Regions from separate parts of the Rattus norvegicus genome. Here region 2 is linked to region 1. Evidence: chromatin contacts called from public Hi-C data. All regions are on one chromosome and are shown on one strand. The core of a region is the stretch at or near the end of the contact, and the rest is flanking DNA. Distances in the headings are between cores, read along the strand shown. Region 1 holds the start of Mt2A (metallothionein 2A). Region 2 has its middle 16 kb from the start of Bbs2.

What was found. A called contact is a pair of places that touch in the nucleus more often than the background predicts.
Region 2: a contact with region 1 is called in a Hi-C map of prefrontal cortex, with 2.7 times the contacts expected there. The contact joins the enhancer-like site here to the promoter of Mt2A in region 1. A contact is called at or near these places in 7 of 12 Hi-C or Micro-C datasets (the A7r5 cell line, frontal cortex, hepatocytes and 3 more) and 1 of 1 datasets of contacts at active chromatin or transcription factors (oligodendrocytes).

What each region holds. Positions count from the first base shown.
Region 1 is chr19:10,836,683-10,840,977 of GRCr8, forward strand. It overlaps Mt2A (metallothionein 2A), which reads right to left and starts at 2,026. Exons shown (of 3, transcript NM_001137564.2): 1 at 1,937-2,026; 2 at 1,608-1,673; 3 at 1,252-1,478. The coding sequence starts at 1,964. The coding sequence ends at 1,387.
Region 2 is chr19:10,897,254-10,901,548 of GRCr8, forward strand. No RefSeq gene overlaps it. Among named protein-coding and RNA genes, the nearest start is that of Bbs2, 16 kb to the right of the region's middle. Within about 2 kb of position 2,503, at least 47 of the 93 cell types and tissues checked have an H3K27ac peak or open chromatin away from gene starts, as enhancers often do. A contact at or near this core is called in prefrontal cortex, where this site is marked.

The DNA of each region.
Region 1 (4,295 bases), core at 776-3,275:
TGGAAGAGGAAAAAAAAAATCCTGTCCGTGTCCCTGTATACCAGAGATGGGCAGTTCCTCATGGGAGCTCTAGGTTGGACATGTGCCATTTAGTCTCCAAACTGCAAGGCACACCCTTGGATATTTATAGTGTTTACAGTACTTTTCATGGTTTTGTTCACGTTACTGATGTCTTTTCTGCTTGCATTACGCCAGAACGCGTAAGATCTCATTACAGATGGGTGTGAGCCACCATGTGGTTGCTGGGATTTGAACTCAGGACCTCTGGTGAAGAGCAGCCAGTGCTCTTAAACCGGTGAGCCATCTGTCCAGCCCATGTTATTGAATTTTTATAAATGGGTTTTAAGGGGCTGGAGAGATGGCTCGCCAGTTAAGAGCACTGGCTGCTCTTCCAGAGGTTCTGAGTTCAACTCCCAGCAACCACATGGTGGCTCACAGCCATCTGTAATGAGATCCGATGCTCTCTTCTGGTGTGTCTGAAGATAGCTAGAGTACTCATATATACATTTTTTAACTGATTTTTTAAAATTTTTTTATTTATTCATTTATTATATATAAGTACACTGTAGCTGTCCTCAGATACACCAGAAGAGGGCATCAGATCTCTTTACAGATGGTTGTGAGCCACCATGTGGTTGCTGGGAATTGAACTCATGACCTCTGGAAGAGCAGTCGGGTGCTCTTAACCGCTGAGCCATCTCTCCAGCCCTGATTTTAAGCTGAGCCTGTAATCCCAGTACCTAGAAGTCTGAGGCAGGACTGCAAGTTCAAGGACCATTTTAGGTTACACAGTAAGATGGTCTCAAAATCAAAGGTTAACAGAATTTGAGACCAAGTTGGCTTCGGAGTTGCACCGATCCTTCTGCCTCAGGCTCCCAAATATTGGGACTACAAAGAGGAGTCGTATGAGACTCACTCCAACTTTTATTTTATTTACCAAAGCTTATGAACAGGTATTTCATACTGCTTTAAGCCTAATAATCCAAAATTAAACCAGAATCATTATGCATCTAGGGGTAGGAGTGTGGCTCATTAGAGCACCCTGGTTTATAAGCAGGAAGCTTTGGGTTTAATCCCCAATATACACATGCCCACATTTGTGACCAGTACATGTTTCTGCCCACCATGTTCGAGACTATCAAAGTCCAGAGGGGTCATCAATCCACTTATCCCAAATCAAGGTGCACCAATCCCATTTCAACGCCTCTGCCAGCCCCTTATTTCCAATGAACACAGACAAAGCTGGGTTAATCAAGTCAAGTTTTTTTATTTTATTGTCAGTTACATGCTTTATAGAAAAAAGTGTGGAGAACCGGTCAGGGTTGTACAAAAAAAGGCTAGGTTCCTACGTTGTTTTATTTACACCATTGTGAGGACGCCCCCACTTCAGGCGCAGCAGCTGCACTTGTCCGAAGCCTCTTTGCAGATGCAGCCCTGGGAGCACTTCGCACAGCCCACGGGGCAGCAGGAACAGCAGCCTGGGGGAAAAAAGTTGAGCGTGAGCGAGAAACCGAGTTAGAGGCACCCTGGACGCTCTGGGAAGGTGCGGCGGGCTAGGGACCGCAGGGGCGCGAAGGGAAAGGGTAGAGAAAATAAATCCAACTCACTTTTCTTGCAGGAGGTGCATTTGCATTGTTTGCATTTGCAGGAGCCAGCGCAGGAGCAGGATCCATCTAGAGGAAGAAGGCAGGGAGCGCGGTGAGCGGGACCCGGGCATAACTGAACACAGTTCTCCAAAGAACTCGGGTGCAAGCCAGCCAGCTTGGGCGAGCCATTATCTCAAGGACTAGTTTAAAAGGGGCGGGAGTGTTCCAGAATTCGTTCGGAAGGAGCAGCCAGTAGTACCCTAAAAGTAGTTACCAGAGTAGGGGCCCAAAAGTCCGTCCTGCTCTCCCAGAAGCTCCGGTTACAGAGGCCCGTCAGCAGCCCCCCTTACCTGTGGCACAGGAGCAGTTGGGGTCCATGGCGAATGGAGGCGGCAGTTGGAGATCAACGAGAGATCGCTGTAGAGTTCTAGGAGCGTGATGGAGAGAAGCACGCGGAGCGCGACCTTTATAGCCCAGAGTATTGGGTCGCGCGCAAAAGCTCCGCCCGGGTGGCGGGGCGCCACCTGCCCTCCTCCCCACTGCCTGCACACGCCCTTCTTCTGGCTCAAGGGAAATGGCCCGCACATGCCCGGGAGCCTGCGCACGACCCGAAGTCTGCAAGCATCCCTCCTTTTGCACGTGGGTACAGAGCCTGCACACGCCCCCGCGCTGAGTCACACCCCCTTTCTCCTGGCGCAGGGACTGAGAGCAAAGGGCTGAGCGCAAAGGGTCTGCGATCCGGTGGGGACCGGTTCCAGGAAACCTGCTCACGTGCCCTGGGGCCCAAGTGGCCGGGTGCAGAGGAGTTGCGGGACATCGAGCCCCCTGCAGCGTCCACGGGGACACAGTCCCCACAGCACGTCTTGAGTGCTAACTTGGGTGAAAGCGGGGCTTGGAGACCCCGCATACAGGAAAACCTAGCTGACAGTGTGAACAGGTAACAAAAACCAGCCCTAGCCCAGACTTTACCGGCCTTGGTTACGTACCCCCTGCGTGTCACGTACCCCCTGCGTGTCACGTGCTGGGGGCACTGTTAGGGCTCTCATTTTTCCTTACAACATAGCTTGGGGTGTTCATTATTTTCACAGTAGAAAAGTGGAAACGGAGGCGCAATCACATAGTCATTAGCCCAAGATGAATGGAGGGTTCGAATCCACTGAGACTCCAGCCAGTTGTCAGAGACTAGAGACCATAAAGACACAAGCCTTGTGCTAAGGATACTTATTCTTGGTGGGGGGGGGGGCAGAGAGTGAACAGGAAAAAATGATGGGGGTCTCTGCTGGAGGTGGAGAGCAGGCCATTCTGGGAGGATATGAACTAGGACTCTGCGCAGGTGTTGGCCAAGCAGAAAGGGCCAGATCGTAGTGTTCTGAAAGACAGGGATGGAAAGCCCCACTAACCCTCCCCACCCCCACCCACGGTGGATGCTGAGGGAAAGGGTGGAGACGGCAGCCAAATTTTCTTTCCCTGGAGGCATATGGTGTTTCCCCTCTTGCATAAGACTGCTGAAATCAGACTCAAAGTCGTAGATGGAATGTCTGTCATTTGAGAAGGCAGGAAATGTGTTACCGGAAGCTCAGGACAGGCTGTCCTCTCAGCCCTTACTGTAAACTGGGGCACTGCCTTCTTGGCTCAGCCCAAGCATCACTTTCTCCTGGATCCCCATGGCTGCCCATGGAATGTGTGGAAAACATCCTGTTCTTTCCTTTCCTGGCACTTTCCGTGGTTGCCCTGGGTATGAACTTGAACCGGATTGATTTCTGTGCTCCAGTGCTCCCTTTCCAGACTGGTCACAGAGCAATCTTTGCCCCTGTTGGGCTGTGACTTCCAGCCTCAAGCCAGGATGTCGTTGGCAGTCGCGGCTCGCAAAGTCCGGTAAACTCATGGAGCTAACCCACCGTACTGTTATTCCTGCCCAGTTCCCACTTCCCGTTAGGACTTAGATTTAGAAAATGAAAGTAGGTAGGTTGGATGTATTGGTCAGTGCCGTTAATCAGAGCACTCAGGAGGCAGAGGCAAGTAGAATTCTATGAGTTCAAGGCCAGCCTAGTCTACACAGTGAGTTCCAGTCGTCCAGCTTTGGTTACAAACAGAAAAATACAAGCAACAATGAAAAAGAAAGTCAGGTTTGGGTGGTGTGACCCAGGCCTGTAATCTTAGCACCTCGGGAGTCCCAGCCAGGGTTGTGAAATTTGTCACTCACTGAAGGAAAAACACCACAAGGGCAGGGAAAGAGAAGCCACCAGAAAGGCAAATTCTGATGGAATTCGGCCCCACTTTTGCCCTTGGGGTACTCCCTCCTTCACCTCCTGCACTCCTCCTATCCCTCTCTTTACCCAGGCATGGAACCCAGACATGTAACACATGTAACACTTTACCTCGAAGCCCCCCCCCCTTCTATGTGGCTCAGAACCTCAGGTTATACATTTGTCAGGGTCAGATAGTACCAAAACCCAAAGGTCGCACGCCGGAATTTTCCGATTTGCTTGCTTTCTGTTCTCCATGTTGGTGTATATGTGTGTTTGCCTGTGTGTGGAGATCCTAGGCTGATGATAGAGTCATCTTTCATCTTGTCTCTGTGGCGGTTTGGATGAGAATGACACCCCCTCCATCCCTCCCATCCCCGTCCCCCAGTTGGCAGATTGTTTAGGGAAGATTAGGAACTGTGGTCTTGTTGGAGGGCATGGGTCACTAGCAGTGGGCTTTGAG
Region 2 (4,295 bases), core at 1,253-3,752, 61 kb after region 1:
TATGTGTGTGTGAGAGTGTATGTGTATGTGTCTGTGTGTGTGAGTGTGCATGAGTGTGCATGAGTGTGAGTGTGTATGTTTATGTGTGTGAGAGTGTATATGTATGTGTGAGTGTGTGTGTATGTATATGTGTGTGTGAGTGTGTATGTTTATGTGTGTATGTAAGTGTATATGTATGTGTGTGTGAATATGTGTATGTGTGTGTGAGTGTGTGTATGTGTGTGTGAGTGTGTGTCTGTGTGTGTGAATGTGTGTGTATGAGTGTATGTGTATGTGTGTGTATGTGTGTGTCTGTGTATGTGTGTGTGAGTGTGTGTCTGTGTGTGTGAGTGTGTGTATGAATGTGTGAATGTGTGTGTATGAGTGTATGTGTATGTGTGTGTATGTGTGTGTCTGTGTATGTGTGTGTGAGTGTGTGTATGAGTGTGTGTATGAGTGTATGTGTATGTGTGTGTATGTGTGTGTGTGAGTGTGTGTGTATGAGTGTGTGTGATGAGTGTGTGTATGTGTGTGTCTGTATATGTGTGTGTGAGAGTGTGTGTGTGAGTGTATGTGTGTGTGTGTATGAGTGTATGTGTATGAATGTGTGTGTATGAATGTGTATGTGTGTGTAGGGAGGGGCATGAAGGGGAGATGGCCACTGGTGAAGAGCTTAATGCTTACGCAATAGGACTTACACTCGAATCCTCAGCACTCATGAAGAAAAATAAATGGGCATGGTGTGTATTTGTAATCCCAGAGGCAAAGGTGGGAGGATCCCAGGGACTTGATAGCCAGCTATTCTAGCCAATCTATGAGCTCCAGGATAGGTGAGAGACCCTAGAGAAGCAATTGAGAAAGGCAACTGACATTACCCTGTGACCTCCAAAGGCAAAGACATGGTCTCTCTCTGTCTGTCTGTCTGTCTGTCTGTCTGTCTCTCTCTCTCTCTCTCTCTCTCTCTCTCTCACACACACACACACACACACACACACACACACACACACACACACACACAAATGGGTGCATCCTGAGATGTACAAGATGCAGGATGCTGGCATCCTAAGAACCTGGTTAATGAGTTGCAGGTGCCCTAGTCCCATCAGTAGGCTAGCAACGTGGGGGGCAAAGCCTCAGCTTCCAGAATACAGCAAAACTAGGAACAATATCTTGCCTCTCCACCCCCCCCCCCATTCTCACAATAGCTTTCGGTGGCCTAGATACTGCCTCTGCTAGGATCTGAACCCAAGCTCCTCCGGAAGAGCAGCCAGTGCTCTTAACCGCTGAGCCATCTCTCTAGCCCCTACGTGCAATATCAGATGGGGTTCGTATGCACAGATTTAAGAGGCTTTTGCCCTTCCAGGTGAGGGATCCTTTGTCAGAAACCTGACTGCTGAACAGAAGTTAGCTGAGGAGGGCTGTGGAAAACTATCGTACATGGAGGTAGCTTTCAGGCTCGGGAGCTACAGGGAAACAAGAGGGCAGGCTAGAATTCACAAACCTGGGCACACTGACGCTGGCCAGAGCCCAGAGCTTAGGGCCGTGTGGAACTAGCAACTTGGAATGCGGTGGGGCTAAGTCACAGAGACTTTGGAACTAGGATAAAAGTTCTGTTTTGGGGCTGGAGAGATGGCTCGGCGGTTAAGAGCACTGACTGCTCTTACGGAGGTCCTGAGTTCAAATCCCAGCAACCCCGTGGTGACTCACGTTCATCTGTAATGAGACCTGATGCCCTCTTCTGGTGTGTCTGAAGAGAGCAACAGTGTACTTACACACATAAATAAATAAATCTTTTTAAAAAAAAGAGTTTCTGAGCTTCAACTCAGAAAGAAATATTTGGGTTTGATTACAGAACTCTACATTTCAGAGGTTTTCTTCTTGGTGTGTGTGTGTGTGTGTCTCTGTGTGTGTGTGTGTGTGTGTGTTTTAGCTTAGTCTTTTTTAGGAGGCAGGGTTTCATGGACTCCAGGCTAGCCTCGAACTCACTATATAGCCGAGGCTATCCTTGAACTCCACATCCTTTTCCTTCTACTTCCCAAATTCTGGGATTACATATATGCCCCACCACACACAGTTATTTTCTTGGTGTTCTGTCCTTAGACAAGAAGCCTGGCCAATCACTTCTAATTCTGGTGCCAGCATCGCACTTGCAAATGCTCAGCTCCAGCAAAAGCGGGTCCTTTGCACGTCCATATCTGGGACAAGAATGCTAGTGTCAAGAGATAATCTACCTAAAAAAAAAAAAAAGAAAAAAAAGAAAAGAAAAGAAACCATCCACCTGCAGAATGAGGGTTTGATTCCCCATTATCTGAGTCCAAAGCCTGGGCTCTGTTCTTAACAAAAATATGGTCAAATGATGACTGACAGCCAAATATTAGGGAGGAAAAAAATGTTCTATGGAGCTTCCCTTGTCCATGCTAGAGGAGCAAAAGCAAAATCCTATCTCTGCCATACACAGGGCTATCACAGCCAGCTGAGTGGGAGGAGCTGGAGCTTGGCTGTGCACGTTGCTAGCCTACTAATGGAACCAGGGCGCCTGCAGCTCTCATTAACCAGGTTCTTAGGATGCCAGCATCCTGCAATGCTTTTCTCTTCCAGAGAACACTGAAAGGCCTCCTGGAATGGATATAGCACAAAAGGGCTCTTTGGGGCCTGCTGGAGAATGAACCGTTCTGTTCTGAACAAAGAGAGAAATGCAGAGGCTCTGGGAAGTTTTGTTTCTCTGATGTGGGCAGGCAGGCATGCCGCAGTCTTGGGACAGGCATGGGATGGGACAGGCAGACAGGAGGGACAGGGAGTCCTGGATGCAACGGCTGGGGTTAATGATGGCCTCTGGCGGTATAGCTAGAGGTACCTGAAGAAGAGCTGAGCTGGGCTGGGGATATACCTCAAAGGTAGATCACTTCCCTAAAACGTGGGGGTGGAAGGGGCACTGAGTTCAGTCCACAGCACTGAAAAATTAGAGTGGAAGCCTTGGGTGTGATAAGACATACAGTGGTCTAGATACAGCAGAGGTGCAGGTCTACAAAGGGCTCAACTGGGGACAAGGGACTAAAGGGTTCCCCAGGGGAAAGGTGAGTTTGTGTGCTGTCCAGGAAAATCATGGAGGGAAAAAAAAATAATACAAATGTCAGTTAGAACCAGTGAGATACTCATCTCCATTTATGCTAATAGAGATGCAAATTAAAGTAACAACCAGAAAACATTTCAATGATCAGTATGATAAGCAGAGATCCAAAAATTAAAGGCATGTTCATGGAGCAGCTTTGGGGAAGCAGATGTGTTTAGATATGGGTTCCCTGAAACATGAGCCGCACCAGAATATTCAAATGCTGTCTTGCTTTTAAGACATTAGGAAAGGCCTACATGTCCATGATAATGGGAATGGGGTTCAATGAATTCAGTCAGTATGTCTGGAGATGAAGGGTCTGGAAGGCGTAGCATCAACTGGGAGAAATATGCACCGGTGAGAATGGTCATGAGCAAAAGTGATGCGTATCTGTGCTCCTGTAGAATTCACATTCAGAGGGAGGGCAAAAGGAAGAAATCCATCACCATGTTGAGCGTATGGTTTGTTAGAAGGTGGCAAGGGCATAGAGTAAGAGGACTTAGAAGTTGCTGGAAAGGCACAATGGGGTAGTGAAGGCATTCAAGAGGACTGCCACAAGTTCAAGGCCAGTCTGGACTATACAGAGAATTCAAGGCAAGCCTGGGCTATATACCAAGACCCTGTCCAAAACAAACAAAAGTGCTGGGGGTGTGGTGGGGGGAGTGGTCATGTGCTGTATACAGCAGAGGGGGACAGAGCAGGCTCCGGAGAGAAGACTGTGGTCACAGGCAGTGCAAATAGGGCAGAGATGGGAAGTGTAGGGACAGGCAGGGGCAGCAGTGTCCCTCAGGCTTGGTCAGCTTTTCACTGGTGTGGATAAGACCTGCAAGAAACCTGGCTGTGGGGAAACTGAAGCCCAGGCACACAGAAGAAGAAGGAAAATGAGGGCTGGAGAGATGGCTCAGCGGTTAAGAGCACTGGCCGCTCTTCCAGAGGTCCTGAGTTCAATTCCCAGCAACCACACGGTGGCTTATGACCATCTGTAACAGGATTGATGCCTTTTGGTTCTGTCTGAAGACAGCTACAATGTACTCATATTCATTAAATAGATGAATGAATAACAAATCCATCTTAAAAGAGAGAAGGAAGGAAGGAAGGTAAGGTGCAGTCCAGCATCCTCTGCTCACCAGAGCTTTTAGACTGTTTACAGAAAAGGAAGTCCCTTACAGCCTTAGTGCATATGAGAAGGAAAAGCAAGAGATTATCA